6 separate regions of the Mus musculus genome follow, and regions 2, 3, 4, 5 and 6 are each linked to region 1. Evidence: chromatin contacts called from public HiCAR-type, HiChIP or PLAC-seq and promoter capture Hi-C data. All regions are on one chromosome and are shown on one strand. Each heading gives the region's core, a stretch centred on a gene start, on an enhancer-like site or on the middle of the called end of the contact. The rest is flanking DNA. Distances are from core to core; before and after follow the strand shown.

The links. Promoter capture Hi-C pulls out the DNA fragments that hold promoters and counts their contacts. HiCAR-type assays count read pairs that join an accessible place to other places. HiChIP or PLAC-seq counts read pairs in DNA pulled down with a chosen protein or histone mark.
Region 2: a contact with region 1 is called in a HiCAR-type map of astrocytes, with 2.3 times the contacts expected there. The contact joins the promoter of Fam181a here to the promoter of Lgmn in region 1.
Region 3: an H3K4me3 HiChIP or PLAC-seq map of bone marrow-derived macrophages shows a contact between it and region 1, with 2.2 times the contacts expected there. The contact joins the enhancer-like site here to the promoter of Lgmn in region 1. A contact is called at or near these places in 4 of 39 promoter capture datasets (the 3T3-L1 cell line, 3T3-L1-derived adipocytes, the HPC-7 cell line and 1 more), 5 of 115 datasets of contacts at active chromatin or transcription factors (astrocytes, bone marrow-derived macrophages, epiblast stem cells and 1 more) and 1 of 9 other capture datasets (pancreatic islet).
Region 4: a contact with region 1 is called in an H3K27ac HiChIP or PLAC-seq map of microglia, with 5 times the contacts expected there. The contact joins the promoter of Ddx24 here to the promoter of Lgmn in region 1.
Region 5: a contact with region 1 is called in a promoter capture Hi-C map of liver, with 2.1 times the contacts expected there. The contact joins the promoter of Fbln5 here to the promoter of Lgmn in region 1. A contact is called at or near these places in 3 of 39 promoter capture datasets (the 3T3-L1 cell line, hippocampal neurons and liver).
Region 6: a contact with region 1 is called in a HiCAR-type map of astrocytes, with 3 times the contacts expected there. The contact joins the promoter of Trip11 here to the promoter of Lgmn in region 1. A contact is called at or near these places in 10 of 39 promoter capture datasets (the 3T3-L1 cell line, 3T3-L1-derived adipocytes, the C10 cell line and 7 more), 3 of 484 Hi-C or Micro-C datasets (B cells, nephron progenitors and uterus), 12 of 115 datasets of contacts at active chromatin or transcription factors (astrocytes, bone marrow-derived macrophages, embryonic forebrain and 6 more) and 1 of 9 other capture datasets (pancreatic islet).

The regions. Positions count from the first base shown.
Region 1 is chr12:102,438,142-102,441,727 of GRCm38.p6, reverse strand. It overlaps Lgmn (legumain), which reads left to right and starts at 2,000. Exons shown (of 14, transcript NM_011175.4): 1 at 2,000-2,097.
Region 2 is chr12:103,312,890-103,316,287 of GRCm38.p6, reverse strand. Fam181a (family with sequence similarity 181, member A) reads right to left here and starts at 1,329. Exons shown (of 2, transcript NM_001195726.1): 1 at 1,218-1,329; 2 at 1-516. The coding sequence starts at 450. Gm29508 (predicted gene 29508) reads left to right here and starts at 1,519. Exons shown (of 3, transcript NR_136894.1): 1 at 1,519-1,773; 2 at 3,344-3,398.
Region 3 is chr12:101,891,055-101,894,494 of GRCm38.p6, reverse strand. Trip11 (thyroid hormone receptor interactor 11) reads left to right here. Exons shown (of 21, transcript NM_028446.1): 6 at 68-233; 7 at 702-1,064. Among named protein-coding and RNA genes, the nearest start is that of Gm20036, 20 kb to the left of the region's middle. Within about 2 kb of position 2,179, at least 22 of the 459 cell types and tissues checked have an H3K27ac peak or open chromatin away from gene starts, as enhancers often do. A contact at or near this core is called in bone marrow-derived macrophages, where this site is marked.
Region 4 is chr12:103,423,809-103,427,230 of GRCm38.p6, reverse strand. It overlaps Ddx24 (DEAD box helicase 24), which reads left to right and starts at 1,384. Exons shown (of 9, transcript NM_020494.4): 1 at 1,384-1,452; 2 at 2,634-3,359. The coding sequence starts at 2,639.
Region 5 is chr12:101,817,406-101,820,886 of GRCm38.p6, reverse strand. Fbln5 (fibulin 5) reads left to right here and starts at 1,768. Exons shown (of 11, transcript NM_011812.4): 1 at 1,768-2,153. The coding sequence starts at 2,137.
Region 6 is chr12:101,911,329-101,914,970 of GRCm38.p6, reverse strand. It overlaps Trip11 (thyroid hormone receptor interactor 11), which reads left to right and starts at 1,800. Exons shown (of 21, transcript NM_028446.1): 1 at 1,800-2,281. The coding sequence starts at 2,143. Gm20036 (predicted gene, 20036) reads right to left here and starts at 2,304. Exons shown (of 2, transcript NR_152255.1): 1 at 994-2,304; 2 at 1-376.

The sequences.
Region 1 (3,586 bases), core at 751-3,250:
GCAATGTCCCTGCCTCAGTCTCCCAGGCATTGGGATTTATAGGTGTATTCAACCATACCAAGCTACCTTGTTTTTCCTCATTAGAATTCTCAAGAGGGCAGAGGTGACACACTCCTTTATTCCCACCCAGCACTCTGGAGGTAGAGGCAGTCAGATCTCTGAGTTCAAGGCCAGCCTAGTCCACAGAGAAAGTTCCAGAACATCCAGGCCTACGCAGAGAAACCCTGTCCCAGAAAAGAAAAGAATTCTCAAGTTACACCCACTGCCCAAGGGACCATTGAACCTTATATTTATGGGGCACTTAGCTGCTGCCAGGTATGAGGAAACCGAGAAGATGAGCTAGTTCCGGGCAAGACGCTTGTAGTGGGTGTGGGGTTGAAATCTGAATCCAGATAACTTGAAAGCAGAGCTCAACTGTGCTCCCAGGCCTGGACTCAGACCTCTCTGGCATCGCCTTGCAGGTCTCCTGGGCTCCCCGGCTATCACCTTGGCAACCCCCAGCATCTTCTACTAGGTATCCACTTACAGTGCCTTCTCTTCTGGTCCACTCAACTCAACTATTGCTGAGGGAGGGAAAAGGTTTTCCCAGGTCCTTTGTCTGAACACATCAGGCCACAGGCCAGGATGTCCCTTTCATTATTAAGGCCTAACCGTCAAAGTTTACCTTTTATTTTGGGTGAGATAGGAAGTGGCTAAGGACACATTTCTAATGCCCAAGGGGAAGAAATAAAATCCTATTTATCTCAATACTTGGCTATGTGTGGCACTTAAAGGGGCCTGGTAAATATGTTCAGTGAGTCCATGAATGTGCTTCAAATACTCACGGTGGAAGACCGGAAGGCATGTTTCATCATAGGGTTTTGACTTGAAGCCCAAGGTCACCTCCAAGCTGTGATCCTAGGCCATGTGGCCGTATGCTAAGGTCAGTGACAGCAAATGTTTTCTTCCAAGTGTCCGTTGTTATCTTCATTTTGCTGCCCTTACAGTCTCTCACAATGATTCAACTCTCCTTGTCTGCAAACATGGCCAGAGATAATACTAAGCTGGCAGATGCGGCTATGATCTTATTAACCGAGATAGGGAGCAGACCTGCTGTGGGTTGCCAGGCCTAAGACTTGGGGGGAGGAGGGGGAAAGATTCAGGGACGGGGGGTGGGGTGGGGAATGGCTCAAAGTGTAACAAACTTGTGTGACCATTAGGGAGAAAGACACAGCTGATCTCCTGGATTCACTGGCCAGCAGTCTAGCTTGACCAGTAAGCCCCAGGCCAAATGAGTTGGCCCTGTTTTGGGTCCTGGTATACTCGGGCAAGACTACATGAACTCTGTCACAACTCCATCCAACTCATTCACTGAGCACCAGCTTCTGGAACTTGCATATAGAGTATTTTACTTCCTCTCCAGCTCACTGTGACACCGAACACTTGGGACGTGACAGGGAATTAGGATTTTAGCATTCAGGAACCAGACTACTAAGGTTAGCTTCCGCCACTGAAAGTGTCTTGGGAGCCTGAAAAAAATTAAGCTCCTTGATTTTGTCAGATGTCTTGTCTGTAGAGCTGGGGTGGCCATACATTTCTGGAGGTTGGGGGTGGGGTGGGTGTTGTGATCATAGGCCAAGGCAGACCAAAAAAAACCCCAAAACAACAGTCCTTTGTTGTGGGTGGACTACGGGGTAGCATCCGTAGGTCCAGTGCGCTGACAAGGCTGGAGACCAGTTAGTTCGCGCGACTTCTCACTCACTGTCCGTAGAGTCCCCAGACACCTAGGTGCTCATGCCTAGCTCATTGAGAAGACGCAGCCCCAACCTCTGACCACAGGGCCCTAAAGCTCCGCCCACAGGGTCCGAAGCCCCGCCCACGCACACTGGGATTCGTAGTCTTTCTGGCTTGCCGGCCTCAGTCTCAGCTTCTATTGGTTTCCTTATACGCCACACTCCGAGGCTGCACAAATCAGGCTGCGCAGGTAGCCCGGGCTCAGCGATCTGTGTTGCCGCAGCTCAATCACAGCGGGGCGGACTCTAGAGGTGGCTGCTCTGAGTCTGCGCGACGCCCGGAATTCCCACGGTTCTGCAGTCACCGCGGCGATCACCCGCCCAGGTAATCGGGGACCCCGGGGAGGACCCGCGCCCCATGAGAGGTGACTTAGCGGTTTTTGGCTAGGCTTTCCATCCCTCGACCCTTTCTGAGTAATATTTCCCTTCTGAAAGCTCCTAGCCGGAGACTTGTTTGTGTCGCGAGTGTGCTTTGCTGGAACGGCGGGTTGCCCTGGAGGGCGAAACTGAGGCAGGAGGAGGAGTCGGTTTACTAAGGTTTCACAGCCAGGCAGCTCTTGGCAGAGTCCCGGGTTTGTTGTTGATGTTTTTAACTTGAATCAGTACACCAGTAGACAGGGGCGATTCCCGATCTGAACAAAAACACCCCGACAGGAATACCCCAAATATTCCTGGCGAGAGCTAGTGGGTTTCAGGGAGGCTCACATGCTCCTTGATAGTGAAAGCTAGCCTTTGTGGTCCCTGGCCCCATAGGGTTAGGATTATTTTGTGTTAAGTACAGTAGACCCTAAGGGCTGGAGGATGGAATGTCTGTCACGTGGTCCATTTTATAGATGAAAATGAGTGGTCAGGATTTGAAACTCGCCCTGTGGTCTACAGCTGTATGCCCTATGGAATATTCTTTACTCTGGGTCTGCAAACCAAATATTTATTGGGCTGGAGTAAGTAAGGTAAGCTTTTCTTTGCTTTGAGACAGCCTCCTCAAACTCAACATGTAGCCATGAGGTTGGTTTTTGAATTCAGCGACCCTCCTGCCTCAGCTTTCTGAAGGCCAGAATTACAGGGTTGGGGCACCATGCTGTGTTCTTTGCAAAGATTTTTGAGACGAATTTATTTTGTTGGGGGTAGAGATAGTCCTTTGTGTACAGAGACAACACCCAAACCTCATTTGGGAGGAACTAGGACTTGGTGTGGAGGGGAGAGGGGTGAAGTTGGAGCCATGGAGATAGGGAGTGGCTAGTGGGTCGGAGGAGGGGTGTGCATTACCTGGAGAACAGCAAGGTGAAGTTGTGAACAGCGTTTTTTGGACCTGGGATTGTGGAGCCTGTTTGGATTAAGGGATTACATGTGTGGAGTGAATTGATGCAGGAGGATGTCACGTGTATCTCAAATGCCCTTTAGTGGGGTGGGGAATTTAGGTGTTGTCCTGAATACCCAGTGAGCTGCTTTTAGTGTAGATTTCTCTTTACCTTATCGGGTTTGTAGGGTAGAAAGTGTTAGAGGAGGTCACACTGAAGACCAGAAGGGCACCACAGTCACCCCCAGGGGAGTTAGAGCAGTGGTAGGAAGAGAGAGACTACACCATGCCCAAGACACTGTTTATTGATGGGGACACATTCTTGGACATATGTGTCAGTAGGCGATGTTGCTATGTGTATGCTGTGTGTGTGGGGCTTTCACAGGAACCTGGATGGTGTAGGGCACTCACTGTGGGGCTGCTAGGTACGATCAGAGATGGTACAGTGTGCAGGAGAAGAGCGAGGCTGCGGCCTGCAGAGCGTTTTCTATTTATAGTAACTGGGAGGACTCTCTGG
Region 2 (3,398 bases), core at 80-2,579, 880 kb before region 1:
TGGGTAGCTGAGAGTGGGCCTTGGCTCCTCCCAGAACGAGGCGGGCAGCTGTCTCTTCCTCATGGGAACCTGGCCGGGTCTAGCAGCCTCTGGATTCAGCCCCCGGAAGCCCTGATCCTTAGAAAGGCATTCCTCCCTAAAGGGGGTCCCCAGGGCCTTTTCTGTGCAGCTCCCACCCCCACCGGGGCTGGATTGGGGACAGGGATGGAGGGGTGGCCGTCCAGGCCTCTCTTCAGGTCCCCTCTGCAGGTGGGGCTCTGCCACCCTGCCAGGCAGGCCCCTAGGGAGCCGCGAGTACTTCTGAGAGAAGCGCTTGAGTTGCTTCTGCAGGTACTTGCGATGGTCCACAGAGCGGCGGCAGGGTGCGGACTTGTCCAGGGCCGCCTTGATGTCACTGGACGCCAGGTTGACAAAATTCAGAAGCATCTTCACGTCACTGTCAGCTGCCATCACCACGAGAACTGTGCAGGGCTTTCCATGAAGAGCATGGGCTCTGGAGGAGCGCACAGGGCAGACCTAGGGAACACAATGAATGCAATAGGCAGCAGGAGTCTCTCCAGGGCAGTTACGCCTTCCCCAGGGCCACCAGGACCCAATGCACACATCCTCCATTCTTCTGTCCCAAACAGAATCCACAATGGGGCTGGTGAGTCGTTATTCAGCACCTTTTGACTATCTGAGATGAGACAGGTGTCAACTATCTCATTCAGTCTTCTGGGGCCTGTTGCCCTCTTCTGGAAGTCAAGGCTCAGAAACTGCAAACACCTTGCTCAAAGCCACCCAGCTACAAGTGGCATTGCTGGGGCTACATTCCCAGTTGGTCGCATCTCCCACACATCGTGAAGGCCAGCGCGCACGACTCACCATTCAAGTTTTTATTTTCAAAGCCAAAGAAATCCTCTAAAGAAGGCCAAGCCCCCTTCCCCCTCCTTGGTGGTGGCCTTCCCCTCCCACCACCCCGCCCCCTCCGCAGTCCCCACGCTCCACCCCCAACTCTCACACAGGGCCAGGCAGGATCTCTGTCTAGCACTTAATCTAGACCTGCCTTCAAGGCTCATCCCTGCCGGCCGCAGGGACTCCCCTGTAGAAGCATCTGCAGCAATTTCATGCCTCCTCGGCCACCACCCACAGTACTGTGCCCCTCCCCCAAGGCTCTAGTCCGCTCACGCCCTGCCCTCCACCCAGCCAGGCCAAACCACTTGGGACTCCGTACTGACCGAAGGTGAAGGCCAGGGCCCCCCGCCAACGTGGCCGGCAGGTTCCCCACCGTAGACCCCCGCAAGCCTGACGAGCTGGCGTGCAGTGAGCTCCGTGCAGGCTGAGAAGCAGTTGTGCACAGCCCTTGAGTGGGCTGAATGGAGGACAAGTCCGGAGCTGGGGGGCCCTCAGGCCAATCAGGAGCGCCTCTCCAGATACAAAGCATCCCAATCAGGCGGCGGAGCCCCGGTCCCACATTCTTTGCCGTCACAAATTGTCACCATGGGGACCATCACAAAAAAAGACAGCTCCCAAATGCAATCATTTCCCGGTAAATTTCTACCCTTCAGCCCCACTTTTCTCCAGTCTCCATACCCACTCCTCCCCTTGACCTCAGTAACCTGGTTTCTTGAGGTGTGTGTGTGTGTGTGTGTGTGTGTGTGTGTGTGTGTGTGTGCGCGCAAAAAGTATTCAGGATCAAGGAGGGCTGGGCACAGTGAGACAGGCACCCAACCTTCCCCAGATACTTCAGGTCTCCAGCTGCCATGCTCCAGTGCAGACAGACAATCGGATGGGGTAAGCCGGAGTGGGCTGCTTTTCCTCTGCCCTTGAGTGTTGAGTGTGCATTCTCTGACTCTGTCTCTGGCCTCGTGTCTCTCACCTCTTTCAACCGTCCTTCCTGAAGGGTCCCCCTGGGATGGATTTGAGAGGTGCACTGATGTGGGGAAAGGTAGCCCTGGCGGGCTGGCTGAGGGGTGCTGGGATATCCATGGGAAGGGAGCCGAGGCTCTCAGGAATCTTGTCTTTATGTTTGCTTCCTCAATTGAGCTGCACAAAGCCTGAATTGCCCATTCAGTGCGGCCGGACAAAAGGGTGGCGTTGCACGGTCCCCTTGCGTTTGTAGTCAAACAGTTAGGGACTTAAATCGAGTCGTCATGATGGAGAAAGAGGTGGACAAAGCCCATAGAATTGCCATCAGCAAACATTTTCCTGTGTCATATTAGCTAGTCTCCATGGCTCCCCCTGGCCCAGGGACAATGGCACAAGTTTGCACACTTGGCTACTGTCACCGTGCCAACGCCGGCAGGGCTGCAAGCAGGGCCGCTCAGTTGGAGCAAGTGAGGGAGCCCAGGCTGCCGTGGCCCTGCCCATCAAATGCCCAGAAAGAAGGTGAGGCTGAGAGCAGCCCGGTGAAGGAGAACTGTCTGGGAAGTGCTCCCGGGCAGGGTCTCCATGCTAGCCAGCTCAGTGGACCCCCGCAGGTCCACTTTCCTCCCCTTTCCCTGTCTTTCTGTCATCTTCTTCTGTCTCCGACTGCATAGTGGCCCACAGCTTCATACCACAGGCATGGTTGCATACCCTGACTTAGGAGTGGCACCAAGAGACATCTGCTGTAGGGATGAGGCACCTGTCTAGAGTAGCCCTAAGTTCCCTCCTCTGGAGGAGACGGCCCAGGGCTAATGAGCTGCAGCTCTAACTCCAAGAGCTCCACATGCTCTCTGTGCAGAGCCAGAGCAGAACAAACAAGGGTGTGCTGCTGGCATTAGGACCCCTGTCCTGGTAACCAGCTCACATTAGACTCTCCAGAGCCCTTCGTGTGCTCTGTCCTACGTCGGCTTGGCACGGGGAAGGCCTCTGCAGCAGCCTCTGCATTAACTGTGGGCTATGCCACTGCTATCTTAATCGTCAGGGCTTTGGAAGGGGAAATTCTGCAGCATGTCCCCAGCCCATCTTGACAGGTAAGAGAGGGTCCCATGCATCATGTTCCAAACTCTTGGTACACTCTGCTGGAGATATACTCTGGGGTCCTGTGGCCACCAGGTTAGGCTCCTGCCAGCGCCTCTCAGAACCCTGGCTGCCTACATCGAGGTAGTGTGTCTCTACGTGTCTTGGACTACCCCCCTTTTACTTCCCATACATGCTGGGAGATTGCCTCACACATCCAGCCCTTGTCTGCTCCTGGCCTGTGACCTGTGGACCTTATTTCCTAGAAAAAGATGGCTCCCAGGGGTGTTGCTGTCGGCCATTCAGCTTCCTGTGAGACGGCAGCATGCCTGTGCGCTTAAGGCGCCTCACTGTAGTATTCTCGCCATGCTTCTCACGGTAGTGGGCTCTGTGGGAATCCTGTCTTAAACTGTCTTTCCAGGCTTGAGGTAGAAAGGAATAGGACAGTTCAGTGACGAAGCCCCAGCTCAGCTCAC
Region 3 (3,440 bases), core at 930-3,429, 550 kb after region 1:
AAATAAGACACTTTTTTGGATTATTTATTGATCATGTACATTCTTACCTTTGTTCCTGTTTTTTAAGGAACTTAAACAGAACAGAAGTCAGGACCTCGATGACCATCAGCATGAGCTGTCAGCCCTGCAGAACGCTCATCAGCAGAAGCTGACAGAGATAAGTCGGCGGCATCGAGAGGAGTTAAGTGACTATGAAGAGCGTATTGAAGAACTGGAAAATCTGTTACAGCAAGGTTATGCGTTTACTAACATCACAGATTAGATGACATTCTCAAATGATAAACCTTAGACAATTTATAGATCAGAATACTTTTAATAAAAAGTGACTCATTCTATTTACTGCTAAGTTTGTAGCGATGCCATGGCTTTCTGGGTCTGTAGACATGAAAAGCCCTTGGCACTTATATAAATAACTTACAGTTCATGGATTGCTTTGCATTGTTTGCTGGTAACACTACAGCAAAAAAACAAAACAAAACAAAACAAAACAAAAAAAACAAAACCAAGATATTTTTACCTTGTTTTAAACTCAAATATATAGACTTAATAGTTCAAATGAAGTCTTTGACTTTTTATTTATTTAAAATTCTAGTAATTTAAGTTGTCCAGGTTCTAAACACTCTTAAGTCTATATTATATATATCCAGCAATTTATGTTTTGGAATTTGACATTTGATTCCTCTTGGTTTTTGATGTTTTAGGTGGCTCAGGAGTTACGGTAACTGATCACTCTAAAGTGTATGAGATGCAAAACACTATTCAGATCTTACAGATGGAAAAAGTAGAATCTACCAAACAAATCGAAGACCTTGAGAATAAAATAAAAGAGATACATAAAAGATTGTCTTCTGCAGAACATGACCAGGAAGTCTGGAAAAAAGAACAAGAGCGGCTGGAAGTGGAAAAGAGAGAGATGACTGAGCAGTGTGAGCGCTTGAAGCTGGAACTCAGTGAAGCCCAGCAGAGTGCTCTGCGGCAGAGTGATGCTGCGGTGGAGGAGGAGACGATCCTCCCACACAGCTCCTCAGTCGCAGAGGTCCTGAGATTGCAGCAAGCTTTGACTGGTATAAAGCGTTTGGAACTTACATTGGTGTTTCTTGGCACACTAGGTCTTTTTAGAGACAAGCACTTGAATAATTGCAAGGTTTATGGAAATTAAGTTTATGGACATGATTATGTAATTAGAGTAGAATTGTGGGGCTTGGATTCAGCACCAAACACTTGTCTGCTGGTAGGGGGTAAGGATTAGCAGGGTGTCCTTGGCCTCCCTTCCTCATTCTTTTAGGTGTTTACATAGAAGTTAGTGATTCAGAAAGCCAGGTAGATTGCTAAGAGGTTGTGGGTATAGCGATTGTTATTCATAGGCGTTGCTCTGTTTCTTTAATGTAGACAGAACTGAGTACTGTATGTACCTAATCAGAGCCCAGATTCTTCCATTAGGGAATGAGTATTGAAGGAAGTAGACAGAGCCCAGTCAGTGTCCAGTCATAGCAGGAAAGAGTGGGAGGGAGCTCCTCAGCTGAGAAGATGCAAACTCTGTATGAACTCATCCATTCCTGCTCTGAAAGGAGCAGTTCTGTGTGCTTGTGAGCACCTGTATCTGTATCCTACATGCCAGTATATCATGAGCTCCTGACCCCAATTCAACTTAAAATTAAATGTAACGTAAGATTATCTTCTCCTCTCCCTTCCTTGCATTCCTTCCCTAACCTCTCGGAAGCAGAATTCTAGAAGTCAACCATGTTCTGTAGTTTTTAGTTCCTTGATTTCTTTCTGTGTGAGTGATATTCAGGATTGCATCCCCCAGGACCAGGGTTTCTTAAGTGCTTCAGCACTGGGGGCTGCCACTTGGGTAAAGGGAGGGTAGTTCAGAGGGGGATCTGGACCTCCAAGGAGCTCGGTTCTATTTATTTATTTATTTATTTATTTAGGTTTTTCCAGGGGGTTTCTCTGTATGTCTGGATGTCCTGGAACTCACTTTGTAGATCAGGCTGGCCTCGAACTCAGAAATCCGCCTGCCTCTGCCTCCCAAGTGCTGGGATTAAAGGCATGCGCCACCACGCCCGGCTTGAGCTCTGCTCATTTTAAGTGTATTTTCTTACCATATTGAGTGAGCCTCCTGAGTCTGGTTAACAGTAGAGCCACTCTCCTAGTTCTTCCTTCCCTTTTTTCCCATTTCTATAGCCGTGGAATTACGTCAGTCAGGAAATAACTACTTATTTGCTGAGTTAACTGTTAACAGATCTCATAGTGGAGTAAGCAGAAAAATGGTTAAGAACAACAGAGTTGGGGCCTGGAGAGGCAGCTCAGTTGTTATAAGTGCTTGCTGAGCAATTATGAGGACGGGGCTTTGGATCCCATCATCCAAATATCAGCCTGAGCATACTGTGTGAGCCTGTAACCTGAGCTTTGAGGGGAAGGAAACAGGAGGATTGCTGGCTACTGTCCTGGCCTAGAAATATGAGTTGGCTGGAGGAAGAGACCCTGCCTTAAAAGACTACTAGATAGGTGGCGAGTGACAGTGGAGGAAGTACAGAACACCCTCTCTTGGCCTGTGAATAGGCATACAGATACACTCACACATGCAAATCACTCTTTAAAAACCAAGACGGTTGGGCTAGGAAATAGTATTATCTTACTTGTAGGGATGGAGTAGTTGTGTGGGCTCTGTGAGTTACTATCGTCTGCAGACTCTCCTTTTGAACAGCATCTGTTCCCATGTGAGTGTTAGAACAGTATTGGCTGTTTATTCTCTGGTTTCTGTTATTTTTGTTTATCTTTTTCTTTCTACTATGCAGCTAGAGTAAAGTTTTAGAAGTACAAAGCCCCTACTTTATAGTACTGTATGGCTTTATGGGAACTTGAAGATGCACTCTGAGCTTTGTTAGTTGAATGTGATGTTTCTGGTCTTCTGGTCTGCATTTACTCCCTCAGTTTATTCCCATCGCCCAGCTTTGTAACTTAGCCATAGTGGACTCTGTGGTTCCTTCAGTCAGCATTGTCTTAGCTCGTTCTCCTTAGTTTTGCTGCATTGTCTGGATACTGTCCCTAGTTTTCTTTTGGCCGACTAATATTACATTGACCCAGTGGAGGTCTTACCTGCACCAAGGAAGAGGAGGAGGACCTGCGTTGCCTCTTGCAGGGCCGCTTTGTTCCCACCCAGTCAGGACTAGATGCTCACCCTTTGTGCCCTCACAGTGGTCATGCTTGCTCTTTCACACTGTAGGCAGCCATTGTTTACTTGTTTCTACCACAATTCTATTCTGAAGTGTAAGCTCACAGAGCTAACGCTGGCTTTGTCATAAATGCTCAGTTGTCTTGGGATGAGAGGTGAATGAATTGCTTCAGCTGCTCTCGTGTTCTCTGTCTCTGGACTCCTCTTCCAGAGCCTTCCTTCTCTGTGGATCTGTATGCAGTACAGTGTTACTACATTGCTTTAT
Region 4 (3,422 bases), core at 135-2,634, 990 kb before region 1:
ATGTGGTTGTTAGGAATTGAATTTTTTTTAGGACTCCTGCTTGCTCTGGTCAACTCCCCTTGCTTTGCTTGCTCCCTCCCAAAGGTTTATTATTATAAATAAGTACACTGTGGCTGTCTTCAGACATGCCAGAAGCAGGCGTCAGATCTCATTACCAGTGTTTGTGGGCCACCATGTGGCTGCTTGAATTTGAACTCAGGACCTTAGGATGAGCAGTCAGTGCGCTACCTGCTGAGCCATCTCACCAGCCCCTCCTTTATTCTTTTTAACAAGATATCTCTTTTACGTTTTTAGGTGTATGTCTGTGCACCACGTGTTTGCAGCACCCACTGAGGCCAGAAGGGGGCATCAGATCCTCTGGTCAGGAATTATGGATGGTTGTGAGTTGCTATATGGGTGCTGGGAACTGAACACAGATCCCTCGGAAGAGCAGTCTGTGCTTGTAACCACTGAGCCAACTCTCCAGCCCGCCTTTTTTCCCCTCTCTATTCAGGGTGGTGTGCGGAAGCATTTTTGTTTTCATAAAAATTTCATGCATCTCTTTTTGCTCTTGTCTATCCTTTTGGCGTCTTGGTGAAAGTCCCTTGCCAATGACAACACTCTGTTATCTAATTCAGTGTTAGGTGTGTATCTCATAATGCTGACACGGAAAAAAAAAAACTGATCTAAGTTAAGATATAAAAGAATACATTTTCAGGTCTTCGGAGATGGCTCAGTGGGAAGCGTGCTTCCATATGCATGGAAGACTAGTTTATTTATTTTTTTAATTTATATGAGTACATTGCAGCTGTCTTCAGACACACTAGAAGAATACATTGGATCCTATTATAGATGGTTGTGAGCCACCATGTGGTTGCTGGGAATTGAACTCAGGACCTCTGGAAGAGCAGTCAGTGCTCTTAACCTCTGAGCCATCTATACAGCCTCTAAGACTAGTTTAAATCTCCAGCACAAACATCAAAAAACAATCAAACTAAACAGGCAAATGTATCGTGACCAGCTCTGTGCAGTAGGAAAGGCACTACGAACTGGAGAACATGGCTCTTTCAACCCAGGGTTAGGTGGTTTATAAATTAGGTAAGGAAATGTTTTAAGGCTCCAGGTAGTCAGTTACTCATGCATGTGGGACAGCTACTGCACACAAACCAGACAGCGATTACCCGGGCGCTTGCGCTCCCTAGCGTCCAGGAAGGAGCTCCGAAACATTGCCTAAACCATAAACAGGAAGCGTAACCTAGGCCACACAGGGCCCGCCCCCCAGCTCAGTCCTCCGAGTTCCAGCCAAAGTCCTGAGAGAGTGCCAATCAGATAGACGCTTCCGCACAGAGGCGGAACTTCCTTCCTTAGCGCGCACGCGTGCCCGGAGCTCCGCCCCGGAACTGCAGTACTGAAGCTGCTGCAGTTCCGGGTCGGGTTGGCGCAAACGGCCCGGCGTGTGAGGTGACTGCGGCGGTGAGTGCTCTTTGTGGGTTCGGAGCGGAGCAGGCCCTGGCCGGCTGCGGAGGGGCTCCCCGGTGTCTTCGAAGCATCGTGGCTCACCGGTGTCCCCACAACCTTGGTTGCCGGTGGCTCATGCTTTGCTGTGGGCATCAAGGCCCGGCAACCTCCCTTGAAGCCCTCGTGGGACTCTGGCAGAAGGCACAGGTCACTCCCCCGCGCCCTATTTCTAGTGACGTTCCCTTCACCTTGTCAAGGTGGGGCCGAGGTGCGGCGGGGGTCGGGGGGTCGCCGTGCGTCCCATGCCATCCTCACAGACGCCATGTTAAGCGGTTTTTGACGTGCGTCACTATTTCGTATTCAGATGAGGACCCAGTGCGATAAATATCTCATTATCCTCAATTTGTAGATAAGGAGACTGAGGCACAGAGATGTGCAGCAAACACCGAGCAGGATCCAGATTTGAATCGAGTTTTGCCTTACTCTCTCCACAATGTCCCTTTTCATTTAGAGAGGACCCATGTAGCGCCACTTCCACACAGATGAGTCGTGCATACTCAGACTTTAAAGACAGGGTCTTGTGTAGCCAAGGCTGGCTTTGAGCTCCTGATCTTCCATCTCCATTCCTGAGGGCAGGATACCGGCTATGTACGGTTTTACGCAGTGCTAGGGGGGGTGGAACCTAGGACTTGACGTGTTTCAACCTATCTGGCCAAGGCCAAGATGATGGAAATGGCACTTGTCTTGTTCTACCAGGGAAAAAAGCACGCCGTATCTCAGATTCTTACTCCGTGTTCAAAATGGCTTATCAAGCCTCTTTTGATACTTATTTTGTGTACAGTGTAAAATTAGTTATTATTAGATATTATCACACCCTTCTCATTTAGAAAGATTGTAACACTAAATTCTGAGAGGAGGTGGGTGGGTGGGGGTTGCATACAAAGTAAGTGTTGGAGCTAGGATCCTAACCAGAGATAGCTCATGTGTCCTTTACTGCCTGTGTCCCCTCTGCTCCAAGCCAAACTACCTATTCTGTGGGTGTGTTTCATTTTCTGGATTTGAGCATCTCCTCTATGTAAGTTAAGCCATCTCTGTGTCCTTGGCTGTTTGCAGGGTCTAGTACGTTTTAGGAAAGCGTGTGTTGCCCTAGAGCCTGTACCCCACAGTCACTAACCCAGAAGAACATTTCTTTTCAGCAACCATGAAGGTGAAGGAGACAAACTCAAAGCCAAAGTTGGCAAGCCGTGGCACGTTCCAGAGGAAGGGCATCAAGATTGTGGGGAAATGGAAGCAAGTGACGATCGACCCGAATCTGTTTGCAGATGGACAGATGGATGACCTGGTGTGCTTTGAAGAGCTGACAGATTACCGTTTAGTCAAGAATCCCTCCCGTTTGTTCTCAAGTGAGGAGACAAAGAAGAGAAAGGCCCAGGCTGTTTCAGAAGAGGAAGAAGAGGAGGAAGGACAGTCCAGCTCCCCAAAGAAAAAGATCAAGTTGAAGAAGCAGAGAGATGCGGCACGAGCTGCCGAAGGCGCTGCTGCCCAGAATGAGTATGAAGTCAAAGCGTCCGAGCCAGAGGCTCAGGGAGAAGTCACTGCTTGTTCTGATCAAAAGGTCGGAGGAGCCAAATCAGAAAGCCTGGCCCAGGCTGCTCCAAGAAAGAAGAAAAACAAAGGGAAAAAAAAATTGGATACTTTTCAGAGCACTTCCCCCAAATTGCCCAAAAAATCGAAGAAGACATGGATGGCTGAGGTGCACGACCAGAAGGCAGATGTGTCTGCCTGGAGGGACCTGTTTGTGCCCAAGGCTGTTCTGCGCGCTCTCAGCTTCTTAGGCTTCTCTGCACCTACCCCAATCCAGGCTCTGACTTTGGCCCCTGCCATCCGTGACAAACTGGACATCCTTGGAGCTGCTGAGACAGGTAAGGGCTGTTCTGTCTGTCCCAGGTATGAGAGTTTCTGGATTCAGTCCTTGGTTGTCCATA
Region 5 (3,481 bases), core at 519-3,018, 620 kb after region 1:
TATCTGGAGCCACGGATCCCTCTCTGTACACTCCTTGGTTGGTGGTTTAGTCCCTGAGAGCACTGGGTGGTCCAGCCAGCTGATGTTGTTCTTCCTATGGGGTTGCAATCCCCCTTAGCTCCTCCAGTCCTTCCCACCTGGGTACCTGATGTACAACACACTTAAGGTTTGATTGATGTTCAACCCACTTAACGTCTTGTACTTTTACAAAGTTCTAGACATTTATTTATTTATTTCTATTTTTAAAGGTTTTTTTTGAAGTTTTAATTTTATGTATATGGGTATTTTGCCTGCATGTATGTCAGAAGAGGGAATCAGGTCCCCTAGAACTGAAGTCATCAGCAGGTTTGAGCCACCTTGTGGGTGCTGGGAATTTGAACCCAGGTCCTCAGCAAGAGCAGCCAATGCTCTTAGCCATCTCTCCAGCCCCTACAATCATAGTTTTTATATTAATCTAATAAAATTGGTCTATGTGACTACCAAGATTCTATTAGAACTATAAAGTATATTAGAAAGCCTGCAATATCAGTGTGTGAGGAGCCTCTTCAGCATTTTAAAACATGTTATAGCACAACATCATGAAACTCAAGTCTATGTTCCTTACTGTACGAAGTGCCTTGGCCAGAAATTACATCAGGTACTTGAGAGGTTCTTTTGTACTCCCTCCCAGTCACTGCCGACTTTGAGCTTTAGACAGAGCAGCAGGCCAGGGTGCACACTTAGAGGTCTAGCTATTTTGATGGGTTACTCTCATTTATTTCCCAATCTGAAATTCTCTTTATTTCGCCCCTTTAGTGCAGAACTGGTGGACTTGAAGGGTTTTTATAATCCTAGCTACTAGAACAATGGACGGGAGGTACTATCTCATGAAGGAGATGAACCTAAATGTAGTTTATTCTTAGCCATTTCATACGCCCATAGTAAATAAATCAGGTCAGTTGACCTCTGAGCTTCAGCGGAATCAACAGCAGTCTGGCTGCTCTAGTTCAGTCTAACGAGATTTTAGAGTAAGAGTCCGTTTCCTTAAAACAGTGTTAGAAAAGAATAGGATGTAGGCTTCAGAGACTCGCTGGCATCTCTGAGAGCCATGAGGCAGTGGGGAAGTCACTCGACCCCTTTTATTCCCACCTCCAAGGAAACTGAACCAGTTTCTACTGTACAGAGGCATATGGGGGGGGGGGGGACTCTGCCCCTTTGCTTTCTGAACTGTAGGTCGGGCAGTTGAGGGTCCAAGAGAAGGTTCAGGCAAGGAAGGTCTTGCGGTGTAGCAGTCTGGTCGTCGTGTCTTTTGGAGAGCAGTGTCTTTGGCACTTTTGCACTTGATAGAGGGTTCCAGAGCTATGAAACGAAAGGGAGTGGGGCGGGGCTTCCAGGGCCCAAGTGTAGCCCACCATTCTTTAGGCTTTTCGCTGTTGACTTTTACAAATCACCTTTCTACTTTGAAGGCCAGAAACAGCAACAGCAGCAGCAACAACAACAACAAGCTAAGGATAACGAGGTGAGGGCGGCCAAGGAGAGTTCTCAGCCATTGCTTGCTCTTCCTGGTCCGCCCTTACCCCCACATCCCAGCTTAGGGGTACCACGCTTGTTCCAGCCCGTGATTTAAGCCTCGGGTTCCCAATTGCTCACGCGTCTTTCGTCCGTGAAGCCGCCTTGGTGTGAGTTCAAGTTCGTGCTGCCACAGAGCCTGATGACACGCCCCCTCGCACGCGCCCCGCTCCGCCCTGGGGAGGCCGGGCGCCCCCCAGCCCCGCGCTCTGACGGGCTCCCCTCCCAGCGCCGAGCACTTGGCCCTGGCAGACGCCCCAAGATTGTTGTGAGGAGTCTAGCCAGTTGGTGAGCGCTGTAATCTGAACCAGCTGTGTCCAGACCGAGGCCCCATTTGCATTGTTTAACATACTTAGAAAATGAAGTGTTCATTTTTAACATTCCTCCTCCAATTGGCTTAATGCTGAATTACTGAAGGGGGTTAAGCGAAACCAGGTGCCGGCGGCGAGGGCTCTGCAGTGGCTCCCAGCACCCGGCACTGTCCCGGCCCTCCGCGCTGCCCGCTCGGCCCCTCCGGAACCAAGCCGCCCCAGTCCCACCGCAGAGCCTGCCTTCCTCGCGTCGCTTCTCCTCCCGCGCATCTTGGATATGCCAGGATTAAAAAGGTAGGTTGGAAGGCGCCAGGAACTGTCTCCAGGCTTGAGAAACCTAACTCCAGACCTGATGGGTGGAAAATAGCTATGGCTGAGATTCCGCCTGTGTCAGGGCACTGGAAAAGACTTTTAGCTAGTGATGCAATGACCCTGTTAATTACAAAAAGCTGCGCCCATCTCAAAGTCTTCGTTTGGGAGTGGGGATTTTTCTAACAGCGTCAGGAGTCAGCATCTCGAGAGAGGCAGCAGACAACCTCTCTAGGTCATTTCTCTTTCTTTTTGGAAAGGGCAGCAACGTTGTGCGCAGTTTATAAACTATCACACTACATGTTTTTTAAATTTGGGAGACTGCTGACTACGGCACCAGCAATTGCTTTGCTGCAACGGCTGTGAGACAAGCAGAAGTCTCCGAACACTTCTGTCTGCGTTTGCTCTATGTGTGTGATTTACAGAGGGAATGGGACCTAGAAGTTTCGAGCCAATGCACAGTGGACTCTGCAGACAGAGACGCATGTAAGCAAATGTTTTGCTGTTCTTTGCGGAAATTGCAATTCCAGTCAAGTAATCCTTGAGCCTTGAGGAAGTTTAAGGATGACATCTGTTCTCCCTTTCTCCAGTGTCTCTTGAAAATATAGCTGCCCTGCATAGATCTACACACTTTCTCTGTGTGTGTTTGCATGTGGGAGGGGTGCATGCATGCGAATACAAACCGAGCCTCATTATGGTAAGCCATAGTTAATATTACCATCCCACATCTCTGACCAGCAATGTCTGTCACTGACAGACAGTTGGAGGGTCTGTCCTCCTCCTCCTCCTCCTCCTCCTCCTCCTCCTCCTCCTCCTCCTCCTCTTTTGGATGGTGGACCCAGATTCAAAAGAAAAGGGTTGAGACAGTTTCTCCTCCCCAGTATTAATTATACTTCAATTTTGGTATGATTTCTTTCTGGAAAGCTTCTCTGTTAGCCTAGAGATTATTTGGCCCCCAGGACCCAGCCATAGCTCTTCCAGGAGGCTGGGCTTGGAGCTGGCCAGCCCTGGTCTGGCTTTCGCCAAAAGGAATGGGGAGTGGGGTAGGGGGAGAAGCCGGTAGGGTTAGCATGCCTTTTCCAGTCTCTCTCAAACTGTACTGCATACAGTCAAGCTGCTCTGTCTCCAACATAAACGAGACGGGATTTTATAACCACCTGAAAGGAAACTTCATGAGAAGAAACAGGAAAACATTGAAATTCATAATCTACAGACTGGAAAATAAATTTGTTATTGTTCTCTTATTCCTTCCAGATATAAAGTCTGGCTCTTGCAAATATAAAAAAAAGCCCAGGGATTTGGCTCTGCACTTT
Region 6 (3,642 bases), core at 551-3,050, 530 kb after region 1:
ATTCTGTCAAATCTTTCTCTGGTTCGTCACATTGTCCCTTAATTAGACATCACTTTCAAACAAGGCTGCTTCCTTCTACAAACTTGCCTTATCTTCATGTTAGGGATTAGAGGTGTGTACTAAGGGTGTGTCTGTATTCCAGCCAGACCATACTGTATTCCAGGGTTTTTCTGTATTCTGCCCAGTTCCTGTGGGCTTAGAAGATCTTTGGATGTGATCCCTTGTCAGAGCACCCATGGTGTTGGATTAAAATTCCCCTATAAGGTCATGAGATTCTGGTCTTGTCTTAGAGTTTTCTCCTAAGCACCCAGAATTCTCACAGGATTTCATTCTTGGACCATGTTCCAGCAGACACGGAGCTTTAGAGGATTTATACCTACAGAAAAAAGGAGATTACAGTTGCTAAACTTTTCAGTCATTCATGAACCCAACTAAATTCATGTCACTCATCACTCATCATTCTAGACGGAATAAAAGCCAGAGTCCTGTTCATGGGCTACTGGGCCCTTGGGACTCAACTTCTTCATGCCTTCTGGGTCCATACTTACAAATATTCCCCAATTCATTCTTAAGCCATCCTTGCCTTCTTATAAATTCTCAAAATTGCCAGGGGCCTCCAGCCAAAGGGACTTTATTATACTCAGTTATGTCTTATTGTCTAGATAAGCTATATGGGAGCGCCCCCCCCCCATAGCTGTATCTCTCACTTGCTCATTTCAAGTCTCTATGCAAGATTATCTTATTGTGGAGTCCTCAGCCATTTTCTACATCCCCAGGGCTCAACCTACTGTGGCATGCCCATACTCTCCTTACCTTACCCTGTTTTACTTTCTCCCTAACATTCCCTAGTGCCCAGAATTAACAGTAGACATGTTAAATCATTTGACGACTATATATACTACACTTAAAAACACTGTATTGGGCATGATGGTACATTCTTGTAATCCAGTACTCATGAGGTAGAAGCAGAAGGGTCATCAGTTCAAAACCAACCTGGATTATAGGAGAGCCTATCTCAAACAAGGGCTGAGGATGTGGCTAAGCCGAAAAGCCTCAATGCCTGTACAAGTCTCTGGATTTGATCTTCAGCACCAAAAATTCTCCATCATTCAAGCTGAAAGTGTAGCTCGTCAACCCCACCCCCAATGACAGTGTTCTGGCCTGCTGCTTCTCTTGGGTGTGTGTCTTTTCTTCATTTTCTTGTCTTCCTTACTACTAGCCACGTGTCTCTGTCCAATTCCTTGTTCTGGGACACGGAAGCTGAAAAACCCTCGGAGGCAACCCCTAAATTCAAATAGATATCTGGTGAAAATTATTCAGAGAGGGATCATTTGAGAGGCGGTCATGGGATCCCACAATCCTTTAAGTGCATGGTAACTGAAAACAAACACCAAAACAAGGGTTTTCTGCCTGGACATTTGAATTGCAACCCGCTTTTTCAGCTTTGTAGCCTCGTTTCCAACCCTCTGGCACGGATGCTCTTATATCCGCAGACGCTGGATAATAGAGTAATGCAGATGGATTGAGGTTGCTTCCCTGTGGGGTGGGACGACCCTATCGAATCCTAGCGATGCAATAGCTCTTGTAGACAGGATCAGAAGGCACTGTCAAGGGTTACTTCCTCTTACAAACAAAAGCAGCTGCGCAGGTGGGAAGAGCCACCGCCGCCGCCACTGCCTTTTCGGTCTCCACCTAAAGTTCCGCAGGTTACGCGGAAGTCACGGATCTGGCTGGCCCATTTACTTGGTCCTCCGCGATCCCACGGTCCTTCGCGCCCGGGACGCCTCTGGCAGCGGCCCTTCTACGCTATCGCGAAGCTTCTCTATGGTCACTGCCGCTTTCCCGGCAGTGTCATGGCGGCCGGCGTTGAGTTGGCAGGACTGGCCCACGAAACTGAGGAAAGTCAGTAAAGCTGAGAAAGAAGTAGTGCAGCCGCACGGCGGGAAGCCGTGGGAATGAGCAGAGGCCTCGCGGGGCCCACGGTGTCCACAACGGCGAACCCTTGGTGAAGCGTCAGGCCGGGCCTCGGCTTTCTGACGCGGCCGTTGGTGGGAGTGCCGTGTCCTGCGAGTCCTCAGCGTCTGGATCCGCACCAGCTTCGGCGTCCAGGGACATTTGGAGAGGACGTGTCCACCCGCAGCGATGTCGTCCTGGCTCGGGGGCCTCGGCTCCGGCTTGGGCCAGTCTCTCGGTCAAGTAGGGGGCAGCCTGGCTTCCCTCACTGGCCAGATTTCGAACTTCACGAAGGATATGCTGTTGGAGGGCACGGAGGATGTGCCAGGTAACAGCTGGAGCGAGGGCGGTGGGGCTCGGTTGGGATCCACTTGGTTCCGGGTCCGGTCGGTCGGCAGACGCGGACGGGTCCCGAAGGAGTCACTCCACGCTTTTTTCTCTGCTCTCCTCCCTTTACCTCCGTAGCCGCTTTTCCAGCCTTCAGGACCACGGTGGAGAATTCTGGACCTCTCCCCTCATTGAATACGCTGGATAGCTCAGCGAAGTGGACCTGCTGTTTCTATGCCGAATAGGGTTATTTGGGTGGCCCATGCCTATTACTTACTTCGCCCATAGTTTGGGGGCTGATCTCACTTTGATCCTATTCCTTTAGTATGACAACTAAAGTATGGCAATTGCCCTCCTTCCCCCCAAATACTTTGTAACATTAATTACTCAAGATTAAACACTTGATCTGGCTTTAGCACGTTGTTAGGGGAATAGGGCTGTTTTTCTATTCAATTGTTTTCTAATTTTGCTCATCTTGAAGACACTTTGCAGCTGAAAACGTAGTTTTGTGTAGGATGGCACATTCTCCCATACTTTTGGAGAACTTTATCTTTTGAGAATCTTACCTACCTTTACTCACTTTAAAACTTGAAAAATATTGTGGTGTCTCTGTCTGTCTGTCTGTCTGTCTCTCTGTGTGTGTGTGTGTGTGTGTAAATGATGCACATATGCATGAGTGTCTACCTCATCGCCCGTGTGTGGAGGCCAGTAGACAACATTGTGGAGTTCTCTTTTCCCCTTTAGGTGGAATTTGAGGATGGAATTCCTTTTACTTTGCTTGAACGACAAACACCTTTACTCACCCATTCACCTGGCCAGGCTCCTTCCCTTATTTTTGAAGTCATCATCTTGCCGTCCTAATGAATAGTGACCTAGAATTCGATTGTAATCAGTGGTTAGGTTAATTACTCTTCCGATTTCTTGACATTTGTTAAGCAAGGAAGTGAGGAGATCCAGCCTCTAAGAGCACTGGCTGCCCTCTCAGAGAACCCAGGTTCTATTCCCAGCACCCAGTGGCAGGTAGCTAGCTCACAACTTCATTCTGTTTTCAGAGACTCGGGTGTCACCTTTAGGCCTCAGCAGGCAGTAGGCACCCAAATTGTGCACAGACACACATCCATATCATAATACAATAATAATAATATATACTTTTAAAGTTTTAGTCAAGGTTTGCAGTGTAGATTAGGGTGTCCTGGAGCTGCCAGTCTTCCTGCCCCTGCCTCTCAGTGCCGGCATTACAAGTGAGTACCACCACGCTAGGACAGTCTTATTTCTTTATAAATGAACAGCTTACTGTTCTGGTTTAATCTGTGGGAAAGACTAGCTAGAGATTGAACCCAAGGCCTCATGCATGGTAAGCAC